Regions from separate parts of the Bicyclus anynana genome. Here region 1 is linked to region 2. A link is a contact called in public Hi-C data. All regions are on one chromosome and are shown on one strand. The core of a region is the stretch at or near the end of the contact, and the rest is flanking DNA. Distances in the headings are between cores, read along the strand shown.

Region 1 (6,101 bases), core at 2,795-5,294, 38 kb after region 2:
GGTCGGACCGAAGCTCCTCTTAAACTGGCTCTAAGTCGCGGGCGTTCGCTAGTGTTATTAATATAAAACACAATTAAACATTTATAAAGCAACCGATGGTCAGGGCTCCAGAGTGAGGAACCTCCTCACAATACGCGCCATCTCAAGAATCACTGCCTTCTGTATCCGAGCCTTGATCCAACAGTTAAGTAAAAGCTTCTTGAGATTTTGGTTGAAGCTTTTCGCTATAAGACCATTGACTGAAACAACTATCGGAACAATAATAGTTGACTCAACATTCCACTTGGCGGTAATCTCGTGAGCAAGGTTCAAGTATTTTGATAATTTTTCCATATCTAAACTATTATAATGAGGTAATAGTTCTTTCACCAATGGAAAGCTAAATTATCACCGAGTAACATATTCCCGTGTTATCACGAGCGGGAACCATGTGGGTTAAACCTCGGGGCGTATGGTAGTACGCTATAACTATGTATTATTATTTATTTTAAGGTCAATAAATCTATTCGTAAACACGTTCGCAGTTGATCTAAGCCTTGGCGATATGATCAATCGATTTTAAAACGTATTGCATCAGCATAGAGTTCTATACAGTACGCTGTATCACAATGCAACTTGCACCGTTGTAGGCTAGTGACTATGCCGGATGCCTACGTTTCCCACTTACGTCATTATTTCCTTCAAAGATTTCCTTGGTTTATTTCCCTCTATAATACATAATATCTATGATTCTATGATATTATCTGTAGACATACCTACTAGCTACTATGCCATCGCCTTGTGTAAACGTTCTTTTCTATCCCTTGGGACTATCCTTATGATTTTTCTCATCAGGCAAGGAATCAGGGTAGCAGTGCACCCTTATGTATAGAAGACGGATCGAGCAAAAGCATGTATCCCCGGATCTTCCATAGTTTTGATTGATTAATTGATTTTATATTTTAATCTGCCTCATTGGTACCATGGTTAGACAATGAGGTCTAAGGTTCGGTCTAGGGTTCGATCAGGCCAATAAAAAAAAAATACGTTATTGGGATTTTTAACGACATCGTCATCATTTCATCATTATCAACCCATATTCGGCTCCCTCCTAATCCCCTCTCATTTTGAGAGGAGACCTCTCAGAATGAGAGGGGATAGGCCAATAGTCCACCAAGCTGGCCCAATGCGGATTGGCAGACTTCACACACGCAGAGAATTAAGAAAATCTCTGGTATGCAGGTTTCCTCAAAATGTTTTTCCTTCACCGTTTGAGACACGTTACATTTAATTTCTTAAAATGCACACAACTGAAAAGTTGGAGGTGCATGCCCCGGACCGGATTCTAACCCACGCCCTCTAGAATCGAAGGCAGAAGTCATATCCACTGGGCTATCACAGCTTTTTTATGTTATGTAGTATCGTGTAAATAACTTGGAAATAACGTGTAAATAACGTGAAAATCTCAGTTAATATGTATTTCTTGCAAAGTTTAAGTTTCAATAAACGCAGTCACGTTTTCCGCGCCTGCATTCATTCAAGTTGTAGTGGAAAATTTCGCCGAGCACAAAAACAAGCACTTGAGATAGAACGGTGTAAAAATGCTCGTTAAACGACACGTGAAGCTCATTTTTATTCGACATACACTTAAGGGGCTACCTTTGGTTCTAATGCCTTTACTTCGTGTTAGTCACTATTTTATTCTTTAGCAACTAGCAAGTTAGTTAGAGATTGTGATCTGCGGTCTAATTGTGTACCATTCAAACAATGAGTCACTACATCGATTTTCGTCGTATTTTCGTTTTTGTGATCATCTAATAAGTTCTCTACAAAATTACCTTGACTATGCCATTTAACATCAAGTGGTAATGATGTTTTGTTTTAACAATCGTGTGACATGAATATTTCAACAAAATAACGTAAATATCAGTTTTTCGTTAAAATAACGATACTATCTCCTACTACCACTATTACACTAATGTTACTTTACGTAAAATGACGATTATTGTGTCATTTCGTTGAAAACACAATGTTAGATGATTGCAAAATCGAAAATACGATGAAAAACGATGTAGCGACTGATTACTTGAATGGTACACCGAGTTACATAATAACCCTCCTGTTGTTAAGTGACGATGCAGTCCTAAGATAGAAATGGGTTTACTCGGAAGATATACGAATTTATTCTATCCATACCTTAGACGGTTTCTACGCGGCATATTACTTGGCGGTATGTTTTTTTTTAAGAATATTTGCCATGTTTGGCTTAAGTTACTTTTATCATAAAAACGTGAAGTAAAAATACTGCAACAAAAGGAGTTTAAAATGCATGATCCGCAAGAATGGGGGAGGGAGGTTTTATGTTTGCTAGCTGGGTTGCGGTAGTTTACGAAATGTTCCCGTGACTCAGTCATCAGGTGACGAGTTGGAACACCGTAAGGTTTTAGTCGGTTGAAGTCCGACATAACCTTCTTGCCTCCCCGTGGCGAGAAGGTATCCATGAGGATTTCCCCATGTTAAAAAGATGTAGGTTTTATGTTTTCCGTAAAAACAGTCCACACGTTTGAACTTGTGAATGTATAATTGTATATTGTTAACCGGCTTTAAAAAAGGAGGATGTTCGCAATTCGACGCGTCTGTTTTTTTTTTAAATATTTGTTAGGTACCTCATAATTTCATCATTTATTAACCAATTGTCATAATTATTTTTTTGTTTAAAAGAGTATACTTCAAGATTGGTTCCTATTTCATTGTCATAAAAATCGGTTTAGTAATTTTGTGTTAAAATCAAAATAACTGAAGTACGTCTTTGAAGTCGGTTTCATTTTTATGTTAAAAAGATTATTTTAGGAACCGATTAAGAGTAAAAAAAAAAAGAAAAGAGTATGAAGTAGTAAGATTAGATCAAACAAGCAGCTAATTTTCATTTTAAAAACTTGGTTAGTCGGAACCACTACCTGACATCCGATTGAAGCTAGAAGGTGAGCCCTTAATAAAGTAGATGCACGTGTTTACGATTCACTCATGCGTCAAGTCAAGCATCACGTGGTCTTTAGATAACACAGTACATTGGTCATTGGTCAAATTGTTCTTTGTGCATAAATCTCGCAAACCTACTAATACCGTTTTGTAAATCCACTGCGCCACAGAGGCCGTCAAAAGCTAGGCTAGGCAAGTCAAAGGCTAGGTTGTAGGGTAGAGGTAGGGTGGGAGTAGGGTAGAGAAGGGTAGGTGTAGGTGTAGTGTAGTGAGAGGAATAAGTTAGGGGTAGGGAATGAGTCAAAGCGAAGCTTGACCGGGTCCGCTAGTAACACTCATATTATAAAGAGGTAAAGTTTAATCTCTTTGATCTACTAAGTAAACCGATTTTAAAAATTCTTTTACCAGTTTAAAGCTACGTTATTTGTGAGTGGCATAGGCTATATTTTATTCCCGTATTCTCACGGGAACAGAGAGTACTCATGTGAAACTGCGGGACGTAGTACTAGTACCATTATATAGTACCATATTCACAAATAGTACTACTGTACTATTTGTGAATGAAGGTAATCGGAAATAGATTTTATCTATGTTAGCATAAAATGGATTTTATACTAACATAGTATAAAATCGTTCAAAATTCATTTATTTCAAGTAGGCTCAGTGTACAAGCACTTTTGATACGTCAGTTGACTATTTGTAAAGATTCTACCACTGGTTCGGAAGGTAGGTTCTGCTGAGAAGAAACCGGCAAGAAACTCAACAGTTGCTCTTTAAAAAAAATCGCACAATATTATAATTTACAATTGATGACAACATTACAATTTTTCATAGTTTTACTTCCTGTGTGAAGGTGGAAACTGATCCAATGGCCTTCAAGCATCTTTATCATTAAGGAACTCATCAATGGTGTAGTAACCTCGACTAAGTAAATGTTTTTTGACACATTGCTTAAAGCTATGCATTGGCAGGTCCATCGCAGTCTTGGGGATCCTTGTTATGATCGTCTGATTCGTACCTATCTGACCACGTATGATTCGTTCGCCTTACGTAAGTGCGAACGATAACTATAAATAACTGTTATAGCTTCGGTCACGTTTGCCTCCATGCTCGACTCGATACCTCTGTCTCACTCACACCCGTCACATTTCACAGTGTTATCTCTTTCATTCATAGTTCTTAGATTAATGTCATTGAATTTAAATTTGAATTAAAAAAAAAACATTAATTACGTAAGTACCTAGGTAGAAAAAGTGCAGCAAAAACTGGGAATTCCAATATTTATATCCGGGACTTATAAGTGTCGTCATCATCATAAACAAACCATATATGGCTCAGAGGACTCGTGTTTGACAGTAAACACGAGTCTCCTCTGAGGATGAGAGGGGTTAGGCACCCCAAGCTGGCCTAATACGGATTGGCAAACTTGACATACGAAGAAAATTGTGAAAATTCTCAGGTATGTAGGTTTCCTCACGATGTTTTTCCTTCAGCGTTTGAGCCACGTGATATTTAATTACTTACTTTAAATGTACGTGTAGGAGGTGCATGCCCTCCGAATCGAAGGCAAAGGTTATATCCACTGGGCTATCACGGCTTCTTATAAATGTAGCTATTGTTCATTGATAAATATCATGAAGTAGCTTACAAGTGAAGTGCGGAGTACCAGTCAATATCTCGGCGATATCGACAGGCTTACCAAAAGGCGAGTGTTCCGAGTGTTACATGGATAGTCGAAATTGTTTGAATTACTTTGTATGAAACAAAAAGTTTTTTTTTGGGTTAGTTATAAAAATTAGTTATGCAGTTCGGCTCCTATAAATGGACTTGTCAACATCTGGAAGTTATGGGAAATACTGCGCAACATGCTGTATAAATTATAAAAAAAGTTCGTGCGGATATCAAGGAGACGCGTGATGGAGTCATTCTGTGTCATTCTTTATTCTGTGAATTTTGTTTAATATTTTCTGTACAAACTGATAATTAAATTTTATTTAGATAGGTACCTATTATTCCTATTTCCTTTCGCTCGCTAAGTTTTTAAGAACTGATAATGTGCCCAAAAAGCGGGTATTGAACCCACGACTTCAGATTTGAATCCGGCTTCGCTTAGTCTCTAAGTCTCAGAGATACTTAAAGATTTTTAAATCGTCGCATTATTGTGATTCTAAATTTAAAAGTTGTGTGAAACGGCTATTTTTAGAACTACTTTAACTAATTCAAATATCGACAAAAACATAATCTGGATAAACGTGCTCATACTTAAATGTAAGCTAAGCGTGTGTTCTTTTCTGGAGAGGAGACGCCATGCCGAACGTTACCTCAACCAATGTACAAGCCCAAATGGGCGTGCGATCATAACTTGGTTATGTTTTGTTATTTACTTTTATCACAACCTGTTGGTTGCTAAGTTAGCTGCTCTTCTATTATAATTACTTGATTTTTCCATCTGTAATTTCGTTTGATATGGCTACGCACAGTTTATGAATTTATCTCTATGTACATGAGCCACTTTGGTTTCGCAACAATAACTTCTTTCTTATCTTTAGTCCACTTAATAAAACTAAATAATTAATACTATAGTAAAAACAAATGATAACAAAATCTTGGGACACAATCTGGCGATGCAGCTACGCAAGTATTACTCCTTCATCACCATACAAAATTTAATTACACTATTATTTAGTTGGTTTATTAAATGAGGACTGTGATGCATTGCACGGAGGGGGTAAGCGCCGCCATTTTGAATATTTTTTTATGAACCTGTTTACAATTTTGAATCATGTATGTCGATATCGAAAAACATCGCGATCGCTTCGCGCTGCTCTATACAGTCAGGCGATCGCGAACGTGATACAACGTCTATGTGTGTGTACGCTATCATCAGCCGACATTATAGGACGAGAGCCTTCATAGCCTGACTTACCTCATTCTGTGAAGGTTGAAAGTTCGTCAGCCCCTCTATATCTACCCTATGTAAGTAACTATCATAGGTCAACTATGGAGATTGGGTTATGGAGACTTTGGAAGGTAACAAGTTTAAAGTGGACCATGGTGTGTGAAAGTGGACCCTTAAATTGTCCAGGAGTAAAACGTATTTTTTTTTAATTTTTACGGGTTATCATAAGGAATCATGTCTTAGA
Region 2 (6,284 bases), core at 2,605-5,104:
ATATGATTATTTTTGCCTCTGAGTATACAAATAATGCAATGCATAGTTTGCGGAAATATTCATACCTGATGACAAGGGAGCCTCGAACTGTAATCAGGCTCACAATCTACTTATAGTAAGCTGAACTGGCTCGTCGCCCATAAATCAATTATCTCGCTTGCACTTACTGGCCTCATGGAGATGCTTAAAGTTCGGCCGCTCAGAAATTGCGTTTCTGACACCTGTCAATGTCAATATGATATATAAATATCATAAAATAACCATAATAACGAGTAAAAATTTAATAATTTTGCCAACTTACAATAACCGTACCCACATAACGTTCATTTTGGGAAAAATGATTAAGAATTAATATATTAACTAATATAATAAAAATTTTAATAAAAAAATTCAACCGACTTCCAACTCAAAAATTAACCTATACTAAAAAGCAAAAAATAACATCTTACCTATGTGCTACCTTCTGATCAGTTTGAAGGCGGTGCCAAGCCAGTGATGTTTTAATTTAAGCCGTTTAAGTTACAAAATTTCTGTGGTTCTTTCAGAAACGGCTTTAATTAAAACATGACACTGGATTGGCACCGCCTTCAAACTGATCAGAAGGTAGCACATAGGTAAGATGTTATTTTTTGCTTTTTAGTATAGGTTAATTTTTGAGTTGGAAGTCGGTTGAATTTTTTTATTAAAATTTTTATTTTTTAATTTTTAGTGTTAGCACACCTACTGAGTGTGAACAAAAATTAATAAGCAATTAGTTGAAACGTAATTTTCTTCTGATAAGTATCTAAGTCCTACAATCCCAATTTTAAAAATACTACCTTAACTCATATACAAAATTTCTTTCCCCCTTTATCCACACGTAATATGAATATTCAGAAAAACGTGAAAGGTGACTGTCCTCCGTCTTCATCACCAGACCCCTTATGCAGTCACAATCTATATGGTTGGAAAGTTCTCATCAATACAAATTTATCAAGTCCAAACACAAGGTAGCTACTGTGAACCGTTGAGGAGTTCTCTTAACTGTCCTTCGCCTTCATCATCAGACCCTTAATACAGTCACAACCCATCTAGGTGGAAAGTTCTCATCAATACAAATAAATGAAGCCCAAACAAAAGGTACCTGCTGTAAATCGTTGTCGAGTTCCATCGTCTGTGTTTCGGCTCCATCATCAGACCAACTCCAGACCTTCATAAAAGTGTAGTGGTTTAAAATACCTTATGGAAACACTAACAAACGCACTAGCCGTCTCTACGATTTTCGAAAGTTCCCCTCGATTTCTCCAGGATGCCATCATCAGATCCTGACATGAAAAAAATGGGACCACCCTGGAATCAAACCCTTCAAAATAAAAAAAGAATTTTCAAAATCGGTCCACAAATGACGGAATTATCGCTGGACATACATAAAAAAAAAAAAAAAAAAAAAAAACATACATACAGCCGAACGTAGAACCTCCTCCTTTTTGGAAGTCGGTTAAAAAGGTGACATTGACAGGTGTCAGAAACGCAATCTCTGAGCGGCCGGACTTTAGTGATGGGCATAACTTTTAAAGAAATATATCGATATAATCGTATCTTGTAACTTGTTCATAAACTTTAACGAGATAACAAAAATTTCATGTTAAACTATATTTTTAATATTTTATAATCAATACCAAATACCACATTACACCGGTAGAATAAGTTTCATATGCAAATGGAATGTAAAATTATTTAATTTAAGCAAATAATATGTAACAAGTATAATGTAGTATCAACATTTAAATAAATATAATTTCTTTACATTATATTACTTTACAATAAGAATAATCTATATAGGTACCTACTTTATACAAATTAATATATAGAAATCTCTGAAAATAATTAAGTTGATTTGTATTTTACCAACAATCTGGTTGAAATGCTTAACGAAAATTGTTTGTAGTACTGTTCTATCCTACGTTTTCTATTTTCAAATATTAAAAAAAAAATGTGTTATGCTAATTAGATATCTAAAATCTGTGACTAAACATAAAAAAATAAGTTAGCATTTTAACAGATTGATAGTAGTTAACACGTACCTAAAAACGCTTCTAATTTTAAAATAGGATTGTCCTCTCCTCAGAGGAATTACTTGTTAGCTGGCATTCTAGATACTTACTTATTATTTAAAATTTTGGTAAGAATACAATACAGAATACAGTACATGGACAAGATGAATGTGTAATCTATAATCATTTCTGTTCATACAAAAGCTCATAAATATTAGAAATTGGAAGCGTGAAACCAGTTCTAAACAAATAAGTATATTCTTAAATTGGTCGCATTTATAAAAATCATATATGAGAATAACTATATCCAAAAATTAGACAATAATAAATGTTTTGCCGTTTTTCTTAGTAATAAATTCGTTCTTACAGCACCCCTTATTTGCCGACACCCTGCTTTGAATTTAAATCAGCTTTCATTTTTATATTACACTTAGACCCCTATTCGATACGCATTTAAATAATGACCATTAATACACTGCCGAGCTATATCTTAATTATTTTTTCTTGGCATCTCAACACATAGGATACACAGTACACACAATGTGTTTGTGTATTGTACACAGTTTAAATAAGAGTGCTAGACATCGTTTTCACATTTCCTGTGACGTCACGTCATTTCCTAGACCGTAGACAGAAAAGTATATAGACCGACAGAAAGCATACATTTCTTTCCGTAGGACTATGTAAATATATATGCAAAGAATACCAGCCTTAACTTGTTAAAATTATAAGTAACCAGTCAGCTTAAAATATATTAATGAAAAAATGGTTCAGTTTAGTATTTTGGGATGTCGAAATGTCAATTTTAAACTTACAGAACACAAATTATCTTATTAGACTTCTCTGTCTACGACTCATGCACAGTCTCACAACGAATTATGGTCCGAGGCGAGTATTATGTTTAGTCGAGGAATGACTATTACTTGCACGTCGAGCATGTATGTGCGTGTGAATCCAGCTTAAACAAAATCTCTACAGATAAATGTTGTCAAGGTACCCCCTTATCAAACAAAAAAGGTGCACGGCAGTGCACAGGACAAAGATTTACAGCGATATTCCTCAGGAAATCATGTTATTATTTAAACATTTAAATAGGTACGCGGCTGTACCAGCAGCATTGTACGAAATTAATTTTTGGCACATATTTATATTTTATTTAATTAGACATAATCGTATTACATGTAACTGAGGTTATAGATGTTGTTTACGACTAAATAGACTTACTTAGTGTAGGTTGATTTAAACTCAAGTTAGTTAACTAAAGTTCCAATCAAGTCAAATACATAACGAAACCTGTGAAATAAAAGCTTGTTTAATAAACCTGCTATAACTTCTGTGTTAAATTTTGCTTTCATATCCAAGATAACTTGCTGAAACTGACGAATTTAAAAAACTATGATTTCATTTGAATCGGCGTCAATTAACTTGAAGTAGCGTGGATTTGGCTTTTATAGCAAGTATTTTGTTTTATAATCCATTGTATCCAAAGCTTTAAGGTTGAGGTGATTAATCTCAACAAACACCATCAATTTCAGTTATGATGGCCTTTCGTTATGCACTTGTCAACTAATCTTATTACATAACACAAAGAAGACAGAAGACGGTACTCTACTGTCTACATAAATTAACACAGTCTCCTGCCTACACAGGTTGTCAGTCCTCTGTCCACACAGGGTGGCACAGTTCTTAGTCTACACTTTGTTGACACAGTCCCCCTGCCCACACAGGTCGACACAGTCCCCTGTTTGTACAGGATGACGCAGTCCTCTCTCTACACTGGTCGAATCAGTCCTATGTCCAGACAGGCAGGCACTGTCCCCGGCCTACATAGGCCGCCACTGCCGCTCGCCCGGCTCGCGCTTGACGTGGTAGTTGAGGCAGGGGAAGTTGACGTGTATGGTGACGGGATGTAACGCCGTGATGGGCCGCGTGTCCGAGTCCATGGTGCCGAGTTGCCGTGCTATGCAGGTGTAGTCTACGCTTAATGGCACATAGTATTTTCCTGGAAACAAATATAAAATATGTTGAATTACTTTTACCCTCAAACGAAACTAGCTAGCGAAAGGTCTAATCTGGGTCTGATCTGAATGTAAGTAAAGATTTATAAAACCAATACATACCTAATGAATTGAGAGCGAAGACTGGCACGTACTGAGTGGGTGGCTGAGGCTTGTCATAATGGTGGTTGTGCGGAGACTCGCTGGACGTGTCCTGGAAGTGATACGTAAATGGGTGATTAATATATTGTACTACACTGACCCGGAGATATACTAATATTATAAATCGTAAGACTTTGTATGTTTGTTTAAACGCGCTAGACACTGCAACTGCCAATCGAATTGGAAAATTTGAATGCTAGGTATATGATAGCTAAACACATGAGATCTGCGGCGAAGCATTCGACACAGTTTCAGTATCTTGCCGTGAGGCGCGCCATTCGTGCCATTGTGCGCCGCTGCGTCGCATCAGTCATCTGTATAGTAGTAGTAAGCTGCTTTCCGTGAGGCGCGCCGTGCGTCGCATCAGTCATCTGTATAGTAGTAGTAAGCAGCTTTCCGTGAGGCGCGCCGTTCGTATCGTTGTGCGCCGCTGCGTCAATCATCTGTACAGTAGTAGTGAGCTGCTACCTGTGGCGAGGTGTCCGGCGCGTCCTCGGTGGAGGTGGAGGCGGACGTGGATGCAGAGGGCGGTGCAGGCTTGAGCGCGCGGCGCCGCTTCAGCATCTTGCCGTGAGGTGCGCCGTTCGTGCCGTTGTGCGCCGCTGCGTCAGTCATCTGGTACAAAATACACAAAATATTTAGAACTCACTATAAGCGACAGTCTTTGTTTTTGCGTAGCTATATAAAGGAAAGATAATAGGGGAGCGAGAAAGCGGGCGGCAATAACCAATGCCTGTGAGGGTTACATTTTAAGCATACGTTTCACCATAACAAGCTGATGGACTTCCACTGCTGGATTATATAGTCGGAGGATTAATTTCAGTCAGTAAAATAACAAGTGCAACTGTCACTGAAATGTTATTTTACCAGTAAAATGACGGCCGCGTGGCGCAGTGGGTAGAGACCCTGCTTTCTGCATCCACGGCCGTGGGTTCGATTCCCACAACTGGAAAATATTTGTGTGAAGAGCATGAGTTTTTTCCAGTGTCTGTGTGTATTTATACATTATATAAGTATTTATATGTAGTATATAAATGTATATGAATATTATAATATCAACTATCTTAGTACCCATAACACAAGCTACTTTGTATGCTTACTTTGGGGCTAGATAGTGATGTGTGTTGTTTAAGTATATTTAGTAGGCTTTCATTTGTGCCAACTGGACACTGATTTATTTATTTAAGTGCAACTGTCATTGAAATGTTATTTTACTAGTAATATGACATTTCAGTGACAGTTGCAATTGTCATTTTACTGACTGGAATTAATAATCGTAACTATAGTCCTATTGTAAAAGCTGAAGAGCCTGCATTGAAATGGTTAATATAAATATAAAAGGAATAAGGTGTATGTACAGCTCGCGCGGATCTACTTGCCAGGTGTCAAGTTAATTCGCACGTGTTATAAAGGACCATTGAAATCTCCCAAAGCACAAACAACAGAACACAAATAAAGTGCTTGATCTACTTCTTATATCTGTGGTTACCACCACCAAACCTATGGCATGCATGACAAACATTTAGCATTTAAAAAATCACAAAGCTGCTGATAGCTAGGGTTAGGGACTCTATGGTTACAAATGAAACGAATCAAAGTTCTGATGTACCTCTGTGTCCTGCGATCTGCTGAACCGCCTCTCGATAGAGTTCTTGAACTTGTAGGAGTGCAGGTAGTCGTCGTTGTGGTCGAGCTTGCGGACCTTCCGCAGCGCGTCGCGCGCGCGGCCGTCTAGTTGCAGCGGCTCGGTGGCGCCCTCGGCCGGCACTTGGTTTTGTACTGGAAGTAAACACCAGCTTTACCCGACTGTGCGAGCATACGACTACCTCGTAAGCTTGTCATCCTTATCAGCCTATTATAAAGGCCTACTACAAGGCAATTAAAGACTACAGAGCCTTCAGTGCCTGAAGATGAAACTCTTCGAACAGTGCGTGTTGCCAGTGATGGAGCGAGCAACGCTTGGACTTTCTCTGCATGGCCGAATCAGAAATGAGGAGATACGCAGAAGGATCAAAGCTACTGACATACAGACTGACACTGACTGAGTCAGCGAGTCGCGATGCTGAAGTGGCAATAGGGCAGGGCACCTAGT

The links. A called contact is a pair of places that touch in the nucleus more often than the background predicts.
Region 1: a Hi-C map of whole larva shows a contact between it and region 2, with 3 times the contacts expected there. The contact joins two enhancer-like sites. A contact is called at or near these places in 2 of 2 Hi-C or Micro-C datasets (whole body and whole larva).

The regions. Positions count from the first base shown.
Region 1 is chr7:16,165,762-16,171,862 of ilBicAnyn1.1, forward strand. All of the region lies in intron 1 of LOC112047231 (transcription factor cwo), which reads right to left. Among protein-coding and RNA genes, the nearest start is that of LOC112047231, 6.0 kb to the right of the region's middle. Within about 2 kb of position 4,045, at least 2 of the 8 cell types and tissues checked have open chromatin away from gene starts, as enhancers often do.
Region 2 is chr7:16,127,652-16,133,935 of ilBicAnyn1.1, forward strand. It overlaps LOC112047231 (transcription factor cwo), which reads right to left. Exons shown (of 9, transcript XM_024084268.2): 6 at 5,802-5,971; 7 at 4,661-4,807; 8 at 4,154-4,244; 9 at 1-4,035. The coding sequence ends at 3,857. Among protein-coding and RNA genes, the nearest start is that of LOC112047238, 32 kb to the left of the region's middle. Within about 2 kb of position 3,855, at least 8 of the 8 cell types and tissues checked have open chromatin away from gene starts, as enhancers often do.